2 separate regions of the Macaca mulatta genome follow, and region 1 is linked to region 2. Evidence: chromatin contacts called from public Hi-C data. All regions are on one chromosome and are shown on one strand. The core of a region is the stretch at or near the end of the contact, and the rest is flanking DNA. Distances in the headings are between cores, read along the strand shown. Region 1 holds the start of DENR (density regulated re-initiation and release factor). Region 2 holds the start of RSRC2 (arginine and serine rich coiled-coil 2).

Region 1 (7,056 bases), core at 4,378-6,877, 240 kb after region 2:
GCGAAACTCCGTCTAAAAAAAAAAAGTCTGTACATGTAGGTAATCATATTGATATACATGCATACATAAGCAATCAGGAATGTAGAGACGAATTTCCAAATAGCTGGAAAACTAGTAAATATCAACAGAGATCGATTGCAGCTCCTCTGGATGCAATTCATTTGCATTTCTATGGACAAGAACTGTTTGCATTACTATCAGTTTCTTACAACTTTCAAAATTGTAAAATAGGGCCGGGTGTGGTGCCTCTCGCCTATAATCCCAGCATTTTGGGAGGCCAAGGTGGGCGGATCACCTGAGGTCAGGAGTTCAAAACCAGTCAGGCCAACATGATGAAACCCCATCTCTACTAAAAATACAAAAATTACACAGGTGTGGTGGCACATGCCTGTAATCCCAGATACTTGGGTAGCTGAGGCAGGAGAATTGCTTGAACCTAGGAGGTGGAGGTTGCAGTGAACCGAGATGGCACCAGCACACTCCAGCCTGGGTAACAGAGCGAGATTCCATCTCAGAAAAAAAAAAAATTGTAAAATAGCTCAAAGACAGTGAAAGATGGAGATGGCACTAAGGGGTGTGCTAGAAGGAGACCCAATACCCTTTTTTGCCCATTTCAAAATCTTTTGCAATGCTTCCTGATGAAAGGGATGCCCTTCTCAGGAACTTCTACCTATGGCTCCTTGACCAGACTGTGCTCTTTTGTTGCAAGGGAAGCTGGGAAATTGAACATCTTCTGCTGGACACACTATATAAAGTAAAATGGAATTCTGTTAGTAAGGAAATTGGCCTCATCTATACACCCACTTGGTGTGTTAAGGGTGTTAGATTGTTTAATAATTTTTAGCATATGTGATTATGAGTCTTCCAGTAGTGCACATCTGTTGTTTTTGATATCTTAGTATCACTCTCTTTTCTGGTAACAGTATCTCAATTTTTCTCTGGGATGTATCCTCTCACCAGTCTCCAAACTCAGGTCCAAGCATGGACACTTGACTCAGGGCTTGATTAGTCAGGATGGTTAATTTAGGAATGGATATAACTCGAGCCAGGTTAATCAGATTCAACTTGGATTTTCATTGCACCAAAACTGCAACTTGCACTAGAAAATAGTAATACTTACGTCTGAAAGATATTTAATCGATCTACTTGGTGCACAAGTGGATTCCTGTATCCTTTGCAATAAGTCCACTGCCTCTCCAAGAGTCTGTGACCACTGGGATGTTTCTTTTTTTCATACATCATTCCTCCTTTTAGTACCTGAGAGCTGAAAGACTGTGGAGTGTGATAGGAAATGCAAATCTGGGCTTCAGTGCCAGCTGTGCAGGTAGAGTCCACCCAGAAAACAGAACCCCATCTCAGTATGGAAAGCAAATAATTTAAGGCAGGGAATTGGTTACACAAGAATGGAACTGTTGAAAAGCTAAACAAGAGGTGGTGAGACAATGCAGAGATTAGCAACAGCAGGAAGCCATCACCACCCTTAGGCTAGAGACTAGATCCAGGGAATGTGCTCTGTTTTAGGAGTCCAGGGACTGTGATCCTCTAACATTTCAGAGGGAGACCAAGTTACCACCAGAAATGCAGCTCAAGTGGTGAGGAGGGGTGGATGGTAAGGGGGCTACTGCCATGCCTGCCTCCCATTGGCTGATCATAGCTGGAAGCTAAGAACAAGGAAGCTTGAGACAGCAGTCTACAGAGGTCAGCAACCCTTTCCATACAACGTACAGCGGGAAAAGCATAATGAGTGAAACTGAAGACATTGGTCTGTTACGCAGGACTGGCTACCTGTCCATATTTCATCACATCCAAGATGCCATTGTTGGTAATAATGCACCATAATTTGTGCATTATTAAGAAAGAAAATTGCCACCAGCTAAATGATGACACCATGCTAAGATTCCATCCATTGCAATGCAACAACAAAGAAATGTTGAAATGTGGAAAATATGCACCTTAAGATTAATAAAATACACTATTTGCTTTGTGATCTTAAGCACATGTGAACCTAATTCATTTCCCCTGTTGAGCTTTGATTTAGACATCTGGAAATTAGGGAGAATTATACCTACTTCACAGGGTTTTTGTTTTGTTTTTGTTTCCTTTTTCTTTTTTTTTGAGATGGAGTCTTGCTCTGTCGCCCAGGCTGGAGTACAGTGGCGCGATCTCAGCTCACTGCAAGCTCTGCCTCCTGGGTTTACGCCATTCTCCTGCCTCAGCCTCCTGAGTAGCTGGGACTACAGGTGCCCACCACCATGCCCGGCTAATTTTTTGTATTTTTAGTAGAGATGGGGTTTCACCATGTTAGCCAGGATGGTCTCGATCTCCTGACCTCGTGATCTGCCCACCTTGGCCTCCCAAAGTGCTGGGATTACAGGCGTGAGCCACCAAGCCTGGCCTTGTGTTTGTTGCTTTGTGAGACACAGTCTCATTCTGTTGTCCAGGCTGGAGTGCAGTGGCACCATCACACCTCACTGCAGCCTCGACCTCCTGGGCTCAAGTGATCCTCCCACCTCAGCCTCCTGAGTAGCCGTGTCCACAGGTGTGCACCACCACACTCAGCTATTTTATTATTATTATTATTATTTGTAGGGATGCGTTCTCTCTATGCTGCCTGGGCTGGTCTCAGACTTCTGGGCTCAAATCATCCCACCTCACCTCCCAAAGTGCTGGGATTACAAACATGAGACACTGCACCTGGCCCTTTGTAAGGATTAAATCAGCTAGCATGTCTAAGACTGTTAAACTTAGAATAGGAACTTCATCTCTTTTGTTCACTGCAGTATTCCTGGTGCCTAGCACAGTGCCTGGTACATAGTAGGAACCTAAGAAAATTTGGGGGGATGAATTCAGCTGGACTCTGTTCCCCTAAATGAGCATGGTTTCTGGCATATAGTGGGGAGTGGGTATCAATACATGGAAGGTATTATTATTGGAATCAAACATGCTTTGGTGGGGACAAGATCTTTTCTTCTTTCACTAGTGTGGTGTTGACTCTCTTGCAAGGGGGGATCTCCTCTTTTATTTAAGAAAGGTCTCAGTGGGGAGGCCACATGCGTGAATCTCTGGTGGAAAAGATTGTACCACATGGCTTAGTGCACACATAAATAAGTTGTAAACAGAAAAAGTGGTGGTACTAGCAGTGGTGAATGATGTTGGCAGGGAAGGAGGGGAATAAATAAAATGGATGTGAGTGAAGGATGAAGCAAAACAGAAAAGAACAACATTCACGATCTACAGAGCATTTCTGGGGTCATCATTCCCTTAACTCTCACATCCCTGCAAGCGTTGTAGTGTTGTGGGAAGTCAGGGACCCTGAACGGAGGGACCGGCTGAAGCCGTGGCAGAAGAACATAAATTGTGAAGATTTCATGGACATTTATTAGTTCCCCAAATTAATACTTTTATAATTTCTTATACCTGTCTTTACTGTAATCTCTGAACATAAATTGTGAAGATTTCATGGACACTTATTACTTCCCCAGTGAATATCCTTGTGATTTCCTATGCCTGTCTTTACTTTAATCTCTTAATCCCGTCATCTTCTTCGTAAGCTGAGGAGGATGAATGTCGCCTCGGGACCCTGTAATTGTGTCAACTGCATAAATTGTTTGTAGAGCATGTGAGTTTGAATATGAAATCTGGGCATCTTAAAAAAAGAACAAGATAACAGCAATGTTCAGGGAACAAGAGAGGTAACTTTGAACTGGCCGCCGGTGAGCTGGACAGAACAGAGCTACATTCCTCCTCTTTCATAAGCAAATAGGAGAAATATCACTGAATTCTTTTTCTCAGCAAGGAACATCCCTGAGAAAGAGAATGCGCCCTGAGGGTAGGCCTATGAATGGCCCTCTCAAAGCGGGCTTTTATGGTCTTTTATGGTCGAAGCTGAAGGGATGAAATAAGCCCCGTCTCCTGTAGCGCTCCCAGGCTTATTAGGATGAGAAAATTCCTGCCTAATAAATTTTGGTCAGACAGGTTATCTGCTCTCAAACCCTGTTTCCTGATAAGATGTTATCAATGACAATGCCTGCCGAAACTTCATTAGCAATTTTAATTTCACCTCATCTGGTGGTCCTGTGATCTCGCCCTGCCTCCATTTGCTTTGTGATATTTTATTACCTTGTGAAGTATGTGATCTCTGTGACCCACACCCTATTCGTGCACTCCCTCCCCTTTTAAAAATCGCTAATAAAAACTTGCTGGTTTTATGGCTCGGGGAACATCACAGATCCTGCGAGACATGTGATGTCTCCCCCGGACACCCACCTTTAAATTTCTCTCTCTCGTGCTCTTTCCCTACCCAGCCGAGACACTTAGGAAATAGAAAAGAACCCACGTTAAACATCGGGAGTGGGTTCTCCCGATATTGCAGTGTTATTCCCATTTCACAAACGGGACTCAGGCTGAATAGGAAGGGATTTTCTCAAGACGAAACGAGACACAAGGTACGTGGTTAAGTCTACCAGGCTTCAGCCTCCTGAGAAAGTCTGAGATAGGGTAGATTAACTCCAATTTAGAACACCTATAAGATAGGTAAACACAAAGGTGATAAAAAATTATCTTTAGTCAGTGAGACTGTGGGCAATGAAAGACACATAGATAGCATTGATATTATCTTTTCAAGAGTTTCCCCTGGGCTGGGTGCGGTGGCTCATGCCTGTAATCCGATCACTTAGGAGGTCGAGGCTGGCGGATCACCTGAAGTCGGGAGATTGAGACCAGCCTGATCAACATGCAGAAACCCCGTCTCTACTAAAAATACAAAATTAGCCGGGCATGGTGGCGCATGCCTGTAATCCCAACTACTCAGGAGGCTGAGGCAGGAGAATAGCTTGTGGTTCCAACTACTTGGAAGGTCGAGGCTGCAGTGAGCCGTGTTTGTGCAACTGCACTCCATCCAGCCTAGGTGACAGTGAGACGCTGTCAACACATAAAGGATGAAGAAAGGAAGGGAGGGAGGGAGGAAGTAAGGAAAGAAGGAAGAAAAGGAGGGAGGGAAGGGGAAGAGAGAGAGAGAGACAGAGACAGAAAGAAAGAAAAAGAAGAAAGAGAAAGAAAAGAAAGAGAGAGAGAAAAGGAGGAAAGAAAGAATTCCTTTAATTTAGTGTATGGTGTTAAAATGCAACCACACGCTCTATCCCGCAGAGAGAAAGGAAGAGAGGAAGGAAAGAAGGAAGGGAGGGTGGAAGGGAGGAAGGAAGTGAGGGAGGGAGAAAACATTCCTTTAATTTAGTGTATGGTGTTAAAATGCAACCAAAAGCTCTATCCGGCTGCAATCTCCCCGCACAGGAGTGATTTATGCAGTAGTTGGAGGTTAGTCAGAACTCCAGGATACACCGCAGACACCGGGGCGATGATCCTCCGGCCCATTAATAGGGAGTCATTTCTGACTCACGTGCACTCTCTGCCGTTACAGGTCGCGCTCCCCTCGGCGCACCCGTCTCGAGGATTCATCCTCTCCAACGGGTGACTAGCACCGCCTACCGGCGGCCCGCCTCTTGGCCGCTTGGCCACGCCCCCGCCCTGGAGCGCAAGGCGCATGATCCCCAATTTTTCTCCGCCCCCGTCTTCCGGCTTCTCGCGACATCCGCCCAGCGGCGGTCGGAGTCTCGCGATAAAGGCTCATTGTCTCGCGGGAGCGCTGCTGGCGGACTGGCTTTCGGGCGGCCGTGGCCGGGGAGGCGAGTTGCATGTGTCGGTTCAGCTGGCGATAGCGGCGGGAGCGGAGCCGGCGGGGCCTGTGCGACCGCCTGGGTAACGACACCAAGTGCTTCTCCCGCTCCCCAGAAGCTCGTAGAGAGTGTGGGGGAAGCTGAGATGCTGCCTGGCGGAAGGGGGCCGGGCCGGGCGTCTCCACACCCCCGCCCACAAGGGCCCCTTCTGGCGTCCCCGGGGTTGCTCCTTCGCCTCAGACCTGGTCGCCCTTGTCCCCTCAGTGCTCTTACATTCTGTCCTCGTTTTCTGTTCACATCCTCCTTAGGCTCTGGTCACCCCGCCCCCTCCCATGCCCTTTTTAGAGTCCCCAGGCCCTTCCCGTGGCGTTTAGCTGCCCCCACACCGTGCACCCCGGGCTCCTCTGATGACCCACCCCTCGTTCCTTGGCATTTCCAGCCTCTGCATTCGGCACCTTTGTAGCCCTTCTCTCTTAGTGCAGTTTGCATCCCTCCCAGACCACCCTTAGACCTTTTTGCTCCGTGTCTGCCTAGGGTACTCACCCCATCTTTCCTTCCCCATTGCTTCCTCTTTTTTACTAGTGAGTGCCTCTGCCCCATCCTTCATGGTCCATTTGCTGCTTCCTTCCCTGTAGGTCTGTGGACCAAGGAGATCTTGTGCCTGGGATTGCTTATATTTTATGAATCGAATGCAGCTTGTGTCCCCCACTCAACAACAAAATTGAAACAGCTTCGGGTTGGGGGGATTTCTGTTGAGAGGAATGCTGTTCTTCTGGGGTCTTCATTCTAAAATAGTGAGGGTGTGTTATTTTCCTTGCTTACAGGTTTGTGAAATGGCTGCTGACATTTCGGAATCCAGCGGGGCTGATTGCAAAGGAGACTCAAGGAACAGTGCCAAGTTAGATGCCGATTACCCACTTCGAGTCCTTTATTGTGGAGGCAAGTGTTGGTAGCCACAGAATGACTTTTACTCACTATATTTTTATGCATTATAATAATAGTTTGACATTTGGTGGTACTAAGTTTTTTCCCCCATCTTTTTCATTTGGTGAATTTGTGCTGGGGGAGAGGAGTGCTGGGGAGGAGGAGGCATGAATTAACAGCTTCCCAATCTGAGTGATTTGTGTCTGGCTACTCTGACTGAAGAAGCTTACAGTCCGTTTGGAATAGAGATGTGCAGCTAGGTTATTTCAGCCTGCAGGTCCTCAAGGTGTACGCTAGTCTAGCTATCAAAGGAGGGCTTCTTGGAAGATCCTGAGTTAAGGATGGCAAGAACTGGATGAGAAGGTGGGGAAGGGCGTCCCAGACAAAGCGAACGACTATGTAGAAAAAGCTTGATGGTGGCCGGGCGTGGTGGCTCACGCCTGTAATCCCAGCACTTTGG
Region 2 (6,707 bases), core at 2,802-5,301:
GCCACCGCGCCCGGCCTGTAGCTTTAGTTTTCTAACGATTATTTTTATAACTTTTAAAACATGGGGTGGAGTGAGGGAGGAATAAGGGCTCTAAGTATTTCCAATAAGCATTCAAGCAGAGAAAATACAGTCCTTTTCAGATGTGTGAATGCATTTAACTGACTTTACCAATACTTTTAAATTAGCATACACATCAATCAAAAATGAGTTGTTAAAGCCTAAAGATACTCAAGACCGTAAAATCTTAAAACAGAATGCCTTAAAAATATTATAAAATAATAAACAGAAAATTAACTTACCAAAGTGAGAACCTCATCTTAATGTCATAACCCTCTAATGAAAACAGCCCCTTGGCACAGTGCTGCTGGAAAATATGGTCTGCCTCTCCTCACATGTGCTCTGGGCTATGAAAACATTAAGTTGTTTCTGCTTTAAAGCATTTTGTAAGTAATTATTACAGTATAAATTTTACAAGTTTCAACTAATGCGGAAGGTAGACAATGGTTGGCTAACTGACCAGAGAAGATAATATGAAAATAAAATAATTGATACACCTGGGGAATTGATTACTTAGGAAGGGTTGGCAAGCTATGGTCCTCATCCTGTTTCTGTATGGCCTTGAGCTAGGAATGGTTTTAACATTTTTTTTAAAGTAGTTTAGGCATATTTAATAAATAACTTCAGTAAATAGCACTGTAAAGATTGAACTGTTAAAACTAAAGGCACTTACAAGGCCAGTGCTGTGGCTCATGCCTGTAATCCTAGCATTTTGGGAGGTTGAGGTGGGCGGACAACCTGAGGTCATGAGTTTAAGACCAGCCTAGCCAACATGGTAAAACCCCGCTTCTACTAAAAACACAAAAATTAGCTGAGTTTGGTGGGGTGTGCCTGTAATACCAGCTACTTAAGAGGTTGAGACAGGAAAATGGCTTGAACCCAGGAAGCAGAGGTTGAAGTGAGCTAAGATTGCACTACTGCCCCTCCAGTCTGGGAAAGAATGTGACAGAGACTGCACATGGCCCACAAAGCCAAAAATATTTACTATCCAGCCCTTTACAGAAATAGTTTATGGACTTTTCACAACATCAGAAGGAATCTGGATTGAATAAAGAGGGAATCGATATAGTCTTCAGCAGAAGGAATCACATTAGAGAACTTCCTCCTTTAGGAAAATTAGTCCAGAAAATGAATACCAAATATCAAGTACAATGAATGGGTGTATTGCATTTTAACAAATGAAGATGTGAGAAGTCGGGTTACTTCAACAAGTATTTACTGAGGGTCAAAAATGTGCCAAAATCAATGCTAGACTTAGGGAATAAAACAATAAATTAAAAAAAGAAAGGTTTTACAGTTCAATTATGAGGTGAAAGACATAAATTACATGTTATTCCTCTAACAATGGTATAAAAAGAACAGTAAGAAATAAAAGAAAGTAACTCCCAGGGAGGCTTTCATGCCAGCATATTGTATACGTACTTATTTCTCCAGTCTGGGTGACTTCTGGAACCACAAAATTTTTATGCCGAAAGGTTTTCATCCCTTATAATAGAGTTCAACTTTGTCGTTTCACAGATGAGATCCAGCAACATCAGCTGACTTGCTTAAAATGATACTGCATCTCCATCTCTTTACTGTCTTTATTACTAATAAATGATGCTGTATTATTAAGGACGATTCTGATTTTTCAAGTGAATAGTGGACATTTGGATTTTTTTCATCATTCTCCTTAAGGACTATTTCAGACTCATCTACTACTTGCTAAGTGTTTGTACAGCTTACACTTGGTAAACAGAAGGGATCTCAAAAATTTCAAGCACCGCTATCACTTCTCTCAGTGCATGACACTTTGTCAGAGACAGAATTCCTTAACTACTGGCAATCCCATTTACTTCTGCAGAGAACAAGACTAGAATCAAAAGCAACCTTTGCATGGAAAAGTTAGGCAATTTTCAGGCAACGGTTTATCTAACTTTATGCTTAACATCACAAAGCTAGGCAACAGAGAAAACTCCCTGTGACACAGGCTAACCTAAACTTACATCAACCATTTTCATCTGTAAAACAGACTACGGAGCAACAACAAAAACCGTCTTAACACTAAACAGATAGGAATGACAGGTGGTCACTGAGGCCATGGAAAACTTTTATTTCCCTGAGGATATTTTATAGTAGCATAATGTAGGTATCCAGGAAAAAACCCACCAACTGAATATTAAAATTGCTCTGAAATTATCTAAGCTTTAATTTAGTACGAATCTATGTGTACACATAAACGTTAACTGCAAAACAGCCTTCTATTCCAGCACTGGCTCTACGAGGCAGCCACTTTGGTTTCTTACCATTTACATTTTGTTGCAAACTCTAATAACGGCTCGAAACATAGTAGACAAATCTTTTTCCACTGCGAAGGATGTAAGCACTGGATTGAATACTAGGCCACTTCTCTAGGGGACTGTCTTTTTATTGAACAAGGCACAGCAGAAGTACATGTTTGAATTCACTTTTTAAAATACTGGAACCCGGTCGGGCGCGGTGGCTCACGCCTGTAATCCCAGCACTTTGGGAGGCCGAGGCGGATGGATCATCTGAGGTCAAGAGTTCGAGACCAGCCTGTCCGACATGGTGAAACCCCGTCTCTACTAAAAATACAAAAAAATCAGCCGGGTGTGGTGGTGGGCACCTGTAACCCCAGCTACTTGGAGGCTGAGGCAGGGGAATCACTTGAACCCGGGAGGCGGATGTTGCAGTGAGCCAAGATCGCGCCATTGCACTCCAGCCTGGACAAGAGCAAAACTCCGTCTCAAAAAAACACAAAAAAACCCTGCAACCCAAGAAAAATAGTATTACTCTTTAAGTATACTGAGGCCCAAAACACTAAACAAATGAAAACAGTAAGTAAAAACAACGAGTCCAAACTCAATCAACTAGATATTGGAGGGGTAGGGAGAGGAAGAAAATCATCTGCCTAATACCAGGCATTCCAATTATCGGGAAGAGCAAACTTTAAAATTATCACTACGTTTAAGAGTCATAATTATTACCGAAAATGATATAATTTTTTAGTCAGTAAAAAGGAATGTAAAATATTTATATTTTCCTTTTAACGGAATAAAAAAAGTAAGCATAAAATAATGTGGATCCGTCAGAATTGGGCATCTTACACACACGCAGGCTTATTGTTCAGAATAGGTAATTTACGAACGGCAGCTTCTCTTGGGTCAACGAAGGGTTTAAATTTAAAGAAGCAAGGTCAGTGACAAGACTTAACTATAATTCTTCTCGGACTTCAAATTGATGACATCACGGGCCACTTCGGAAACCGCGCATCAGTCAGAACTGGTAGTTCTACAACCTTTTAAGCTGAATTTTCACTCCCTTTCAGCAATACTTTCCTAGCTCGTTAATACACAATAATAAGGCTTACACTGACGAACACTAATTGAAATTTTACAACTAGAAACATCTCATTGACGGTACAAAAAAAAAAAATCGCTACAAGTCGCTCTCTTCTGCCACACTATCCCTTAACAGACACCACCTTTTTGATCCAGTACTTTTCAGAGACCACTCCTGATCGTCTTTCTCTTTCCCAGCCCCTTTCTCCACTGCAAATTCTCAGGCCCTAAAAAAACTTAGCATAAATCACTAGCCAGGGTGAATAAGCGAAAATGGAGGAAGTTCAGCGGGGCAAAAGGAACGTAGGATTGGAGAAGAGAGGAGGAAAGTTCTGGAAAAAAAAGGCACTCCCTGCAGCTCCCCACCCCCATCAACACCGCCTTACTTCCCCCTCCCTACAGCAGGCAGCCATGATGGCGGGCGCAGAAGAAGGCCGCGGCGCCATTTTGTCCACACACATACACACGAACAAGGCTCTGGGAGCCGTTCACCCACTCCTTGGAATGTCGTAGAAAAATATCCCTGGCGTTAAACTCAGATTCGGTACCTACCGCCATAGTTCAGAGTCCCGGCCGCTAGAGCGGCGCCTCCACTTGTCGCTTTCAACAGTACCGGCCGCTCCGAAGCTTCGCCTCAGACTAAATCGCTCGCGCGAGAGACCCGGATGGCACAAAGGCGAGGAGGCCCGGCGCGTCGCACAGCTTGCTGGGAGTAAAAAGGGCGGTAACAAGAGTTTCTATAACAACGCAATTCGAGGCGGTGATTGGGTGTTCTTTCAAAGGGGCGTGTAAGGACCATGAAGAGGGCGGGGCCAAGAATACAGCCTAGGAATGCGCAGTCGGGAGAACAAAACTGGCGGAACTCAGGGTGGGGCAACGTCCTATTTCGAGTTTAAAGTAATCTTGGTCTCTTCCGGCCGCCGTAAAGGGGTTGGGTTTAGTGTTCTCCCGCCAATTTAAACCTGTGAGATGGAACCTAAAGATTAGAGGCGGTTGTGTGAGTCAGGAAGAGGGGCGGCATACTTGATTGTTTCTCTTTAGTTTCTTCGATTGCAGGTGAGGACGGGGAGTTGCGCTGTGTAGGGAACTGGGGGTGGGTTCAGGACGAAGTAACTGCAGCCTCTCCTCAGTTCCTGTTTTTCCCTTTAACGCCGTCAGGAGAGAGGTTGGAGTCGGTTTTTGCGGGCGGCGGTGTCCAGCGGAGAGCGTTTAAGTACGGAGGCCTAACTGACAAGTGTTTCATCTTGCTCATTCTCTCCTGTTCGCGAATCTGTTCTGCATTCCGCCGCCAGAGTGATCTCAAAATTATCAAATCAGGCCACTCGTTTGCTGAGTTCCCCTCTACCCCTTGTACTGAGAATAAAATTCAATCTTGAAGTCGAGGTTTTTTGGGCTCCACTGCTCTCTCCCTCACTGTCTTCTACTTTTGCTTTCACCCGGCAGCAGCATCAAACGCTTCCTACCCAGCCTCTGAGCCTTTGCACTCTGTTCCCTCTGTCTACGTCACGTTCCGCCTGAGTTTTGCGTGCTTGACTTCTTGTTATTCAGGTCTCAGCTCAGATGTCACCTCCTTCCCTTCCCAAACAAATCCTCCTTCAGCGACGCCTCACCTCATCCATTTAATCACTGTTTCCTTCAAATCATTTAACACTTTTTGCAATTATTTGTGCATTTGCTTTTTTTGTAGAGGTAGCGTAACAAGATGTGTATTAACTATTTTATTTTTGTCCGTTTTTCCCGCAAAAACATAAACTTCGTAATGGCAAAGACATTTTGTGCTTTGTTCAAGCTATACTGCCAGCTCCTACAAAGGTGCCTGGCACATAGTAAATAGGTATTCAGTAAACATCTGTTGAACAAGTAAATGTGGCAGTTATGGGCGGTTTCTCTATTTCACAGATGTGGGAAATTGAGACCTATAAAGGTATTCATTCCAGCCTGTCCCTCCTTCTTCATCTCCTCACTCCCACCCAAACACCAGTCACTAAAACTGTTCTCTATTCTCCAAACATGTTTTGTTTCTGTTCCCTTGCTTATGCTCTTAGGAAGAACTCTTTCAACATTTATAAAACTATGATCTTCAATTCTCAGCCCAAGTGTTACCTGCTTCCACTAACAACAAATTAGCTAACACCTAAAATTGAATGTTTGCCATCAACCAAGCATTGTTCTGTGAACATTTAAAACTCAAAACATTGGGAGTCTGAAGCAGAAAGATTGCTTGAGCCCAGGAGATCAAGGCCAGCCAGGGCAAAATAGTGAGACCCTTGTCTCTCAAAAAACCAGAAGTAAAAAATAGAAAACTCCTTCAGGTGGGTACAACTACGTTAGTCCCTTGGTATTGGTATCCACAGGAGATTGGTTCCGGGACCTCCCACAGATACCAAAACCCTGGGATGCTTAAGTCCCTGTCATAAAATGACATAGTATTTGCATGTAGCCTGGGAACATCTGCCTGTATCCTTTGAATCATCTCTAGACTACTTATCTTGCCTAACAATGTAAATGCGCTATGCCTGTAGGTGGAATCTAGGGATGTGGAACACATGGATATGGAGGGCCAACTATATGTATATATATGTATTTTTCCAAGATGGAGTTTCACTCTTGTTGCCCAAGCTGGAGTGCAGTGGCACATCTCAACCTACTGCAACCTCCGCCTCCCGGGTTCAAGCAATTCTCCAGCCTCAGCCTCCTGAGTAGCTGGGATTACAGGCGCACACCACTACGCCCAGCTAATTTTTTGCATTTTTAGTAGAGAGGGGGTTTCGTCATGTTGGCCAGGCTGGTCTCAAACTCCTGACCTCAGGTGATCCACCCACCTAAACCTCCCAAAGTTCTGGGATTATAGGCATGAGCCACCATGCCTGGCCTGTATATTCTTATTTTATAAATTAGAGAATTGAGGAACAGAAAGATTAAGTGATCACCCAAGGACAACTGCCTAGTCATTGTGAAAGAGCACCAAGTCAGAAATTGTTTCTTCCTTGTGCTATACCTTTTATAGATATTAAAACATACTTCTAGTAGCACTTATGAAACCAATTGTAATTATTTGATTATCATTCCCTACCAGTCTTGATCCAAGGATTGTTTTTCTCCTTAGTGTTCTTTTCCCACCCAGACTCCAGGTAATATGGTTTATGTAAACCTTTACTTTTTCAGATGGTTAAACCTCATAAGGTTTCAAGCTTAGTCTTTGGTCCAGAAACCTAATTCATTTTTTTCTCCTTCCCTAATCATTTTTATTTGTTGTATAATAATACTATGATAGCATTAATGGACTTTTTCTGAACTTCATCTGGAAAC

The links. A called contact is a pair of places that touch in the nucleus more often than the background predicts.
Region 1: a contact with region 2 is called in a Hi-C map of liver, with 4 times the contacts expected there. The contact joins the promoter of DENR here to the promoter of RSRC2 in region 2. A contact is called at or near these places in 3 of 14 Hi-C or Micro-C datasets (fetal cortex germinal zone, fetal cortical plate and liver).

The regions. Positions count from the first base shown.
Region 1 is chr11:130,131,009-130,138,064 of T2T-MMU8v2.0, forward strand. It overlaps DENR (density regulated re-initiation and release factor), which reads left to right and starts at 5,628. Exons shown (of 8, transcript XM_015151759.3): 1 at 5,628-5,754; 2 at 6,497-6,611. The coding sequence starts at 6,506.
Region 2 is chr11:129,897,007-129,903,713 of T2T-MMU8v2.0, forward strand. It overlaps RSRC2 (arginine and serine rich coiled-coil 2), which reads right to left and starts at 4,052. Exons shown (of 10, transcript XM_077955640.1): 1 at 3,951-4,052. It overlaps KNTC1 (kinetochore associated 1), which reads left to right and starts at 4,248. Exons shown (of 64, transcript XM_015151761.3): 1 at 4,248-4,454.